Linked DNA regions of Mus musculus: region 2 is linked to region 1. The links are chromatin contacts, called in public Hi-C maps. All regions are on one chromosome and are shown on one strand. The core of a region is the stretch at or near the end of the contact, and the rest is flanking DNA. Distances in the headings are between cores, read along the strand shown. Region 1 overlaps Acaca (acetyl-Coenzyme A carboxylase alpha). Region 2 has its middle 24 kb from the start of Mrm1.

The links. Hi-C and Micro-C count contacts between places; a contact is called where the count stands out from the background.
Region 2: a contact with region 1 is called in a Hi-C map of cortical neurons, with 2.4 times the contacts expected there. The contact joins two enhancer-like sites. A contact is called at or near these places in 2 of 15 datasets of contacts at CTCF or cohesin (the NIH/3T3 cell line and large pre-B cells), 3 of 484 Hi-C or Micro-C datasets (bone marrow-derived macrophages, cerebellum and cortical neurons) and 3 of 115 datasets of contacts at active chromatin or transcription factors (differentiating embryonic stem cells, embryonic basal ganglia and embryonic forebrain).

Annotation. Positions count from the first base shown.
Region 1 is chr11:84,321,343-84,326,327 of GRCm38.p6, reverse strand. It overlaps Acaca (acetyl-Coenzyme A carboxylase alpha), which reads right to left. Exons shown (of 54, transcript NM_133360.2): 39 at 3,699-3,845. Among named protein-coding and RNA genes, the nearest start is that of Acaca, 130 kb to the right of the region's middle. Within about 2 kb of position 2,132, at least 26 of the 459 cell types and tissues checked have an H3K27ac peak or open chromatin away from gene starts, as enhancers often do. A contact at or near this core is called in cortical neurons, where this site is marked.
Region 2 is chr11:84,793,041-84,798,042 of GRCm38.p6, reverse strand. No RefSeq gene overlaps it. Among named protein-coding and RNA genes, the nearest start is that of Mrm1, 24 kb to the left of the region's middle. Within about 2 kb of position 3,357, at least 21 of the 459 cell types and tissues checked have an H3K27ac peak or open chromatin away from gene starts, as enhancers often do. A contact at or near this core is called in cortical neurons, where this site is marked.

The sequences.
Region 1 (4,985 bases), core at 883-3,382:
CATACAGTGCTCATCACTGCAGCACTGGGGCAGCTAGAAAGAAAATCAGTTTAGTCTCTGTTGCAATCACATTTTCCTCAATTTTCATCTTTACTTGAAACTATTAAGAAAATCCAGGCAACTCATCTTTAGAGCTATTTGCAAGTAATGTAGTTCACAGATTTGGTCCACGTCATTCATATTCCCACTCTAAATTCATATTAAATGCAATGCCTTTCAAATCTCACAATAAGAAGAAAGTCTGTACTTCTCATCAGGAATTAGGTGGTACTTCTTTAGTTACATCTTTCCTGATGGGGGAAGGCACAGCAGGAAAACAGGAAGGAGTAAGCTAACACAGCCAGAAAAGCTATTTCTTGTGCTCTTAGCACAGGTACAAGTGTTCAGAACTCAGGTCACATCTCTGCTGAAATAGCCAATATCTTCCTCAAGCAGCAAACAGGTTACCTAAAACTAAATGGAACTGAATTGGTCCAAGTTCTGGTCCTATCACCTTTTACCTATTTACCATCCTAGGAAGAAAGAGGGGAAGACAGGCTGACCAACAAGGTAACAATGGTCTACTAAGTGCATGCTTTCTGCCTCTGGCTGTGGGGAGGAGCATCTCAATTCACGGAAAAACTATTCAGGAATCCATGTGCTGGCTTTTAAACACAGACACTCCAATACTTCAAGGTAATTCACTATCTCCCACAATGATGACCTGGTAGAGCCGTCACTCTATTACAGTATGATTTAATGTGACGTAGCATCAATGCATTTACATTGAGCCTTGGCTTTCACAACATTAACAGGTCATTTTGTTTTTATTCCTTTTTAAATAAAACTGTTCCTCGTGGCTTTGTTCTGATGCCCATTCTCTTTGGCAAAGGACAGGTTTGCTCCACATCCCACCAGAAGGAGCTCTCTTTGTTCTCTCCTATCATTTTTCAGGTAATATGTAGAGTGCTAGGCTCATGACAAACTTGTCTCTTTGGCCAAAGAAAATTAAACTGCAGTAGTGGAAAGTCAACGTTCCCTGATAAAAGTGGGCTCAGCAGGAGGAGATAGATCCTAGTGACACCTAGTGATCCTCGTCATCTTACAGCTAGCTGTCCTTCAGAGTCAAATGCTGAAACTCCATCCTTAGACTGGTCTCTCGAAGGACACACTCCATTGTATGTCCAAGCTACTGGCAGCAGAGCTTGCTTCTAATACCTTAGCCTCATTCCTGTCTTGCCATGTCGCACAATCTAGCTAAGGTCACTGACCTCACCAGCCACCCTGGTTATTGACTGTTCACAAAAGAACATCGGCCTCACTCTTCCTGAATTCTCAGGCTCAGAAACAGCAAGCTAACATGTAGGCTCAATCCTAGTCAATCATCTAAGAAAAAGAAGAAGAGAAAAAAAAGAGAACATGTAACTAAGAAAGGGAAGACAGAATGATGAGAAGGTGATACAGAGCAATGGCTAGCTTCACAAATGCTGTTAGCATTCTGATTTCAAAACTACTGGGCGAAGGAAAACCCATGGTTGCCAGTGTACACTGCTACTCCCTTTATGCAGTAGCCGCTCCTTTTATCCTAAGGTTTGTTAGGTCTTAAAGGGGTTAAAAAAAATCTTTAATTTTTTTTTTTTTGTTCGTGTGTGTGTGTGTGTGTGGTCTTTGGGTACAGAGTTCCGTATAATAAGACTATTTGTATTCATACTGGCAGAGTAAACACTACATGTTCATGCCCAGGCAGCTCTGTGCTTGTAATTTCAGCAAGAACAGAGCTCTGTCCCTCTGGGACTTCACTATTCCCCCAGTCTCCATTCACTCAAACACAGAATGAGAACAGAGAGAAAGCAGGAGAAGAAAGATCATGGCAAGAGGTTTCACTCAGCACTGCAGCTAGCATTTCACGTGGCTTAAAAAAAAAAAATCTCATTTAGTGTTTTAATTACATTAGTTAAAACTGTTTTACTCTCAGCCTCATGTTCACAAGGGCACTTTCTATTCCTCAATAGCTATTCAATGAATCAAAATTGCAGACTAACACAACGAAGCTTTTCTTTCCTGCTGAGGGGCTTGTGAGCAGAAGCCATACAGTAGATACAGAGCTCTGCTTCAGCTTTGTGTGTCGATGATATGCATTTACTCTCGGCAACAGCTGCACTTCCACCCCATCTTCCTGCCATTTGTTGAGGCACCGGATTGGAAGATCTCTACTACTCTAAGCCTCTCCATCTGGTCTAGTGCTTGTCTCCATCCTAGAACTAAATCACCTGCTCTTGCTGCCTATTCTAAAAAGCCATAAACCTTATACAGAAAACGAATATTTTAGAAAAGGATACAGAAGCTGGGCTTGGTGGCACATGCCTTTAATCATAGCAGAGACAGAGTTCAAGGCCAGTGTATTCTACAAAGTGAGCTCTAGGACAGCCAGAGCTACATAGAGAAACCCTATTTCCAAAGAACCAAAAAATAAGATACTGAACATAATGGAAAAAATTCACATAGTATCTCCAGTGATCAGGTAGCTTGCTTATAGTCAACACCCAGATAAAGATTATTTTAAGAAATAAATTTAGCTAGGAATTATCTGAATCTGTGATTTTTAAAAAAAAAAATCTGCACTTTTAGGTGTGTTAAAATTTTTGTCATCGCTACAATTGTACCTTAAAAGCATAATCAAAATCTTATGACTCTTACTACATGGAGATGAAGGGACACACAAGAATAGATCTTTGTGTCATTATTATTTGGTACTATATGAGGAGGGTTATGAATCTTAGAAAATGCTTTCTGTTTGTTTTAAGACAGGGAGTCATATAGCCTAGGTTAACGTTGAACTAATTTTCCTACCTCAGTTTCCAAATGCTGGTGTGTGACACAGCACATGACTAGAAATGTGTTATTTTATTTTCAAAAGCTAATACTTTATTAATATATTTATTATTTTTAAAATTTAAATATATTTTGATATTATTTTTCTCCCCAAGTCATTCCAGAATCTTTCCCTGTCCCTTTCTACCCAACTTTTAAGTTTTTAATAACTATCAAAATCGGGCAGGTGTGGTAGCACACGTCTCTAGTCCCAGCACTCAGAAGGCAAGCAGAGTTTAAAACCAGCATGGTCTATGTGTGAGTGCCAGGCCACCTAGGCAAATGTAGTGAATGAGATCTTAGCTCAAAAATAAACAAACAAAAAAAAACCAACCAACCAACCAAACAGGCTTTGTGCTTCTTTCTTTTAAACCATTGGCTCTGACTGAGCCATTTAGGAAGAACTTCTTTACCATGCTCACAATATCACCAAACCTAATAACTGAAGTATAAAAAAAGCAACCTAAAGATCTCAAAATTCCAAATTTTTGTAACAAAAATAATCTGTTCTCATGTATCTTCAATTATCCACTCACAATCTTGTCCCACTTACATTCCTACCTTCACTTCTATTTTGAAGCAAAACCAAAACATTAGTATTCTTTAAAGTATGTAAGCCCATCAGAAAATACCCCTTTTTAAAAAGCACAATTGTAATACCATTATCGTATCTAAGAATTTCACAGTAATCTCTTTGATTTGGTCCATTCTCTCTCTGAGGAAATCTACCCGAAACACTGCCCTGATCCCCACTTGAGTCTTAGATCCTACTGTGTAATGCCAGCTCTCACAGCAGGTTGGTCCTAGTGGACGCAGACCCGGAAGGGGACAAGGGTTTATCTACTTGCCTCATTTCCTCCTGGAAGTCTGTTCATATGGACCAGCTGGCCTTGATCATCCAACACCAGTTCAGTATACGTCAGGATGTCGGAAGGCAAAGGAGGCGAAGGAAGAAATGCTTGGGTGGACATGGACTCCCAGAGTTTGATGAGTGACTAGTGGAAGAAAGAAGTTTGACTTATCAGTGACAATTAACATTTCAACAGGAATAAAAATCACTGTCACACTCAGTCACTCTGACTCTGCTTTCTTTTCCAAGAGCTCTAGGGAGAGTGTGAGCCTTGGACTAAATGCTCCAACCTTCACTCTCAGCAAATATATACTTGGAACCATTTTTAGAGCATTTTTAGTAGGTCAAAAGTCAGGTACTTATCTAACAAAGTCAAACTCCTGAATGAAGCTGAAAAAGCAGTGGAGCACTACCACATACAAAACCCTAACACAATCGCAGGGAGAGTAAAATAAAATCTCAAACCGCATCAGCCAGGTGTGGTGCCTCATGTCTTTAATCTCTGCCTCAGTACTCGAGAGGTTGAAGCAAGCTCATCTCTGAGAGTTCTAGACCAGCTTGGTCTACATACTACATAGCCAGTTCTAGGCCAGCCAAGGCTACAGTGAGTCTTAAAAAGCAAGCAAAACAAAACAAAAGAAATAAAACCAAATAAAGAATATTTCATTTTAGAAGTATGTGTACCCAAGTGCTGGAAGGTGGGGATCCTAGTGAAACCTGACAACAGAAGATTGCTGTTAAAAAGCAGGCAGGATATTCTGCTAGTACAAGCAAGCCCAGGGAAGCCAGGACCAGGCTTCTACTGCAGGTCAAGGGAAGATCCCGTCAGTACTTTTCATAGTGATAGGGCCACACATGGAAATTAGTTAAGATGGGTACGACTATAAATACAGATCAATTAATCCTCAAATTTGAGAATAAATGCATACCTCTGCATTTATAAAAGCATTCGAGATTCCCATGTTCTATGCTTTATGTAAATAAAACAACTTGTTTAGAAGCAGGAACTACTTCAGCTCTGTGCTTTCTTGTCTTAAATGTCAAAAGCCGAAATTACTCACAGCTCACTGTCCTACTGTCCTAACTGTGTCCCTTGTCAATTAAAGGGACACAGCACTGACACTGGGAGTTAGAAACACACGTAGCTGCCAGGTTAATGATGACATAAAACAGAGGTGTTGAGTGAAGGCAGGTGTGTTTTGAGATATAATGGTATAAATAAATGGTTACATAAAGGTAACTTGTTCTGAATACTATAGGAACCTCAGACTACTAAACAAGACCA
Region 2 (5,002 bases), core at 2,108-4,607, 470 kb before region 1:
CCCTGGACCTCCAGCCTGAGGCCCTCACTATTAGATTTCAAAGCTAGAGGATTTGGCGACAAGGCGTATTTTCCCAGAGCAGATCCTCTGTGAGATGTGCGTGGAAATGACAGAAGGAGTTTTTGATGGTTCGGTCATATTGAGGTGTCCCCAGGACAGGCCCACCTTCCGGATGGGGAAATGTCTTAGTCAAAGCCGCACCTCGCAGAGGCTGGCTGACGGTATGTCAGATATGCAGAGAGGAATGGTTAAAGAGAGACTCCGCACAAATTGCTGAAGGAGACGTGGCCTGAAGGCAGAGAGCTGAAATTTGAATCTAGATCTTTCTGACTTCCATGTGTCTATTCTTCCATCACAGCCTTTCTAGTCATTCAAGATCCTGATCTAATCCTTGTCATTGCTACACTGAAGGCAACTGAAAATGATGCCTCGGGCCTCAGACTCCATTTCCCCAACCTTCTGGTACCCTGCCTATGTGGCAGGGTCCCTGGCCCCTCTGAGCGGCAGCTTTCTGTAAGCAGGTGCGTAACCCCTTCCTCCCAGGGCTCCGTGGGATGGAATGAGATGAAAGCTACTGAGACCCCTCTCCTCCAGAACCCCGGTGACTTGGGGTTAGACCATCCCCCTACACACACACACACACACACACACACACACACACACACACACACCCCGGACTCTTGTTCTACGTCTTGAAGGCTAGGAGAGGGTTCTGAACTCTCAATGTCTCCTCTAGCCTTCTCTTGGGATCTGAAGGATCTGGGGGTCTCCTTCCTCCGGAGTTTCAAACCTTCACAGCTGCTGAAGTGGTCCGGCCCCGTTGCCATGGTAACAAGGACCGGCCGCCTGCAGGGCCGGTCCTGTGCCAGTCACATTGACCTCACTTAGGATGATTACTTTTCTGCAAATAAAATAATTATGTTAATAAAGAGGCTGTTCGTCCTTCACCACCACCCCCTACCCTGCTTGGCCCGCTTCCCATCCCCACCTGGGGCAAAAGCAGCTCCTTCTGCCTTCTTACCTCCAGCGGGGGGGGGGGGGGGGTGCATCCTGCATCCTTTTGTGGGATGTGGACCGGGATCCTGCCTGGGCTTTAATTTTCAGCAGCGCCTGTCTTACCTTTGCCTCCTAGCCAACATCTGTGTGGAAGCTGCCAAGGTGAGATGCTACCTTCCATCCTGTGTGCCTCAGGTGCGCTGCACAACACCAGCCAGGCCTCCCTCAAAAGCTGCCATGTTCTTTGCAAACGCTCCTGCAAGAGGACTCTCTCTATTCCTCGTGCCAACTGTGTGAGTTGGGATTTCAATACTGTTTCCCAAATGAGAAGACTAAGATGACAACAGACAAAATGCAGAGGCTACACACACACACACACACACACACACATACACACAGAATTTTTGTGTGTATGTACATGACAACATGCTATGATGTGCATGTGGAAGGAACTACTTTTGGGAGTCAGTTGTCTCTTCCATGATGTGGGTCCTGGAGATGCAACTCAGGTCACTGGGCTTTAGTGGCAAACTCTGCCACCTGCTCAATCATCTTACCGGTGCCTCCCCCTTTTTGAGACAGGGTTTCATATAGCCCAGGATAGCCCCAAACTTTCCATATGGCTAAGTAAACACTCTATTAACTGAGCTATGTCCCCAGCCCCAAACAATAAATAGGACACATCATGTGGACTACGTTAAATGTGGAATTATATGTCCTTACAGCTTTATCTCTCCCCCTTGAGACAGGGTCTTATGTAGCTGAGGCTAGCTTTGAACATGTCACATAGCCGAGGATGGCCTTGAACTTCTGACCTTCCCACGTCTGCCTTTGGAGAGCTGGATAACAGGAAATACCATCATGACTAGTAAAGATGTGCTAGGCCCAGGAACCTGGAAGCCCAATCTGCAGGGCGTCTGTTTTATGTGGCGCTGGGGATAGAGCCCAGGATGTTACGTGCACTAGGCCAGCCATCTACCAACTGAACTATGTTTACAGCTATGGCTTTTTTCCTTTAGAGACAGGGTCTTGCTGTGAGGCTTGGGATGGCCTCAAACTTGAGATTCTCTTTCCGTGGCTTCCCCAATGCTGAGATTACAGGCACACAGCACTCCAAGCCAAGTGAAAAGGTACCTTGATGGAACTTGAAACCTGGGTCCTCTGTATCGGCTGTCCTAAGAAAAACAAATCCTGCTGTGGGCTCAGTGCTGGTCAGGGTTTCCAGAGAGGAAAAGTGGAGCTACAGAGGTCAGGGGTGGGGTGAGGGAATTAAATACCTGCAGAAGATAGAGATGGAGAACCTACTGCAACAGGAACTCTGACAGCTAGACAGTGGTGGCCACCCATGTAAGGGGGAGGGTGCGGTGACTGGGCAAGGAGGCCCGTAGGGACAAAGAAGGATCAGAATGGCAATTACTGGTGTTCTGACCAGTGGCTGACATGTTCCCCAGCTCAGTGGTGGAGTACACAACATCACATCCCTTATCTTCCAAGACTCTCATTACAGCCCCATTTTACAGATGAGAACCATGAGGCTCACAAGCACTGAGTGAGTTTGTCAAAGTCACACCCTGGACATGGAGTCAGGCTTCAAACTCAGATCTGCTTGGCCTTACTGTCTGGTCTCATCGCTCAGTAGACATTGTCAGAATGACTGAGAAACAACACCCATGTTCGTTATTTGAGTCTCTTGTTAAGATAAAGGCTTGCCAAAGGGGGTTGTCAAAATTTGGGCCACTTGGAAATTTATTTTTCTACCAATAAACAAAACAACACACTGTTGGTCAGAGATCAGAAAATTCATCTTAAGCCTTAGTCAGTGGTAAAGTTGGGGCTTTTGTTAGGGATACATTGTGACTGAGAAAATGGGGAAAAGAAATTGATTTATTTTTTTAAAAAAAAGTACATTTATTTATTTGTGTGTATGGGAGGGTGGGACACATACACAACACACTAATTGCCTTTATTTATTTATTTATTTATTTATTTATTTATTTATTTATGTGTGGAGGTCAGAGGTCAACTCCTGCAAGTCGGTTCTCTTCTTTCACCATCTCAGTTCCAGGAACGAGACTCAGGTCACCAGGCTTGGTGACAAGTGCCTTTCCACACTGAGTCGTTTCACCCACTCCAGAACAAAGCTTTTCAATGGAAAGGGTTGCTCACTGCATCTTGGGGGCTCCGTGACTGAAGGAGCACTATCATCTTAATGTCATGCGAGAGGTCTACATTAGGGTCCTTTGTAAAGATGTGTCCCAGGCTAGTAGTCCTTCCTCTTCCGCCCTTCCGCCCTGAGTAGCATCCCACTCACGGAGACAATGTGCAGGCTGGGTTCTGAGCTGGAGCTGCCTGCCAGGTGCACTAGGTGGCGCTCTGATACTGGTCAATGCTCAGATGCGCCGCGGTCAGTGGGCAGGGTGGGCACAGCTTAGGAGGAAGGCGGTCTCACTGGGCCTGAAACCCAGGGCTAGAACTACGCCAAGGGTACCTGGACATAGATGCCAAGCTCGGGACCGGGGGCTGGGCATCACTGATCCACGACTTGTGAAGCCCAGTGTTTTTAGGTCTTAAACAGCAGCAGTGGGAAGGACACAGAAATCAGCGGGAGAGGAGGGGAGAGGGAAAAGGATGGAGGAGAAAGGGAAGGAGCGAGAAGAGGGTGGGTGGGGGGAACGAAGAGGGTCTACATTTGTGGAGCTAGGCTAAGCAGCTTATCTGGTGTGGAGACGCTATCCTCTTCCTGATTGCTGTGAACCCAGGGTGTCTTGTTGGTCTTGTCCTGAGAGACTTGGGCTGTGTGTGCCTGAGGAAGTCTGAGGGAATGAGGGGAAGGTCCAACCTTGCTCCAGGGGCAAGACACAGACATGGGCCTCAGAGGTCTGGGAGGTTTTGTCCTATTTAGCTGTCTTAGCCATGTGTCCTTGGGTGATCCACTGAGACATGTGTTTTTTTTTTTTTTTGTCTTTGGTGTTTGGGGATCTTAACAGTCGGCTTCAGAGTTTGGAGGAGACTTAAATAGGATTATTCACACAAAGCCACCCTCAGGAGCCTGTGACCCTGTTCTCTATTTTGCATCCCTTCCTGCCTGCAGGTCCCCCAAAACACTGTTGTAACTGATGTAACTGTGTAACTGATGGAGTGGGGGGTTGGGGATGGAGGGTGTGGAAGCTTCCATGGCTCTCAGCAATCTCCAAAGCCTGCTCACACTGTGGGGTCCAACCTCCTGAGTATCTTGCATTAGAATTTAGCATTTCCCTCCTTGGAAATTGTGCTGGCTTTTTTTTTTTTTGTCAACTCAGCACAAACTATAGTCACCTGAAAAGTGACTATAATTCACATAAAGAATTGCCCACAGGCAAGTCTTTGGGGACATTTTCTTGGAGGGTTAATGATTGATGGGGGAGGTCCCAGCCCATGTGTGGTGTCAACCCTGGCAGATAGTCCTGGGTTGTAGAAGAAAGCAAGATGAGCAAGCCAGTAAGCAGTGTTCCTCCATGGCCTCTGCTTCAGTTCCTGCCTTCAGGTTCCTGCCCTGCGTTCCTGACCTGGTGTGTAAACCAAACAAACCCCTCCCTCCCCAAGTGGCTTTTGGTCAGAATGTTTCATCTGAGCAGCAAGGGAGGACAGAAATGAAGGGTTTGCAGCCATGTCTGGCCACACAGTGTCTGCCCTTCACCCTTGTAGGTCTCTCTGTAACTGTCAGGGCTCAGTGGACCCAGAGAGAAAACCTGAACCCCAGCAACAACTTGGGAAGGAAGCAGAAGGCAGCCCTGCCAAGGCCCTCTTTCCAGAAGACCATGTCTGGTACAATTAAGAAAACGGAGGCAGGGGAGCCCCTGGGGACTGCTGTAGTCTAGACCTCAAATGTCTTACAGAGGCCCATGTGTTAAGGCCTTGGCCCTCAGACTGGCACTATCAGGAAGTGGTGAAACCTTTGGGAGGTGGGCCTGGGACGTCTTTGGATGTATTCCCTTGAAGGGACACTGGCCCCTCATCTTCCTTACCT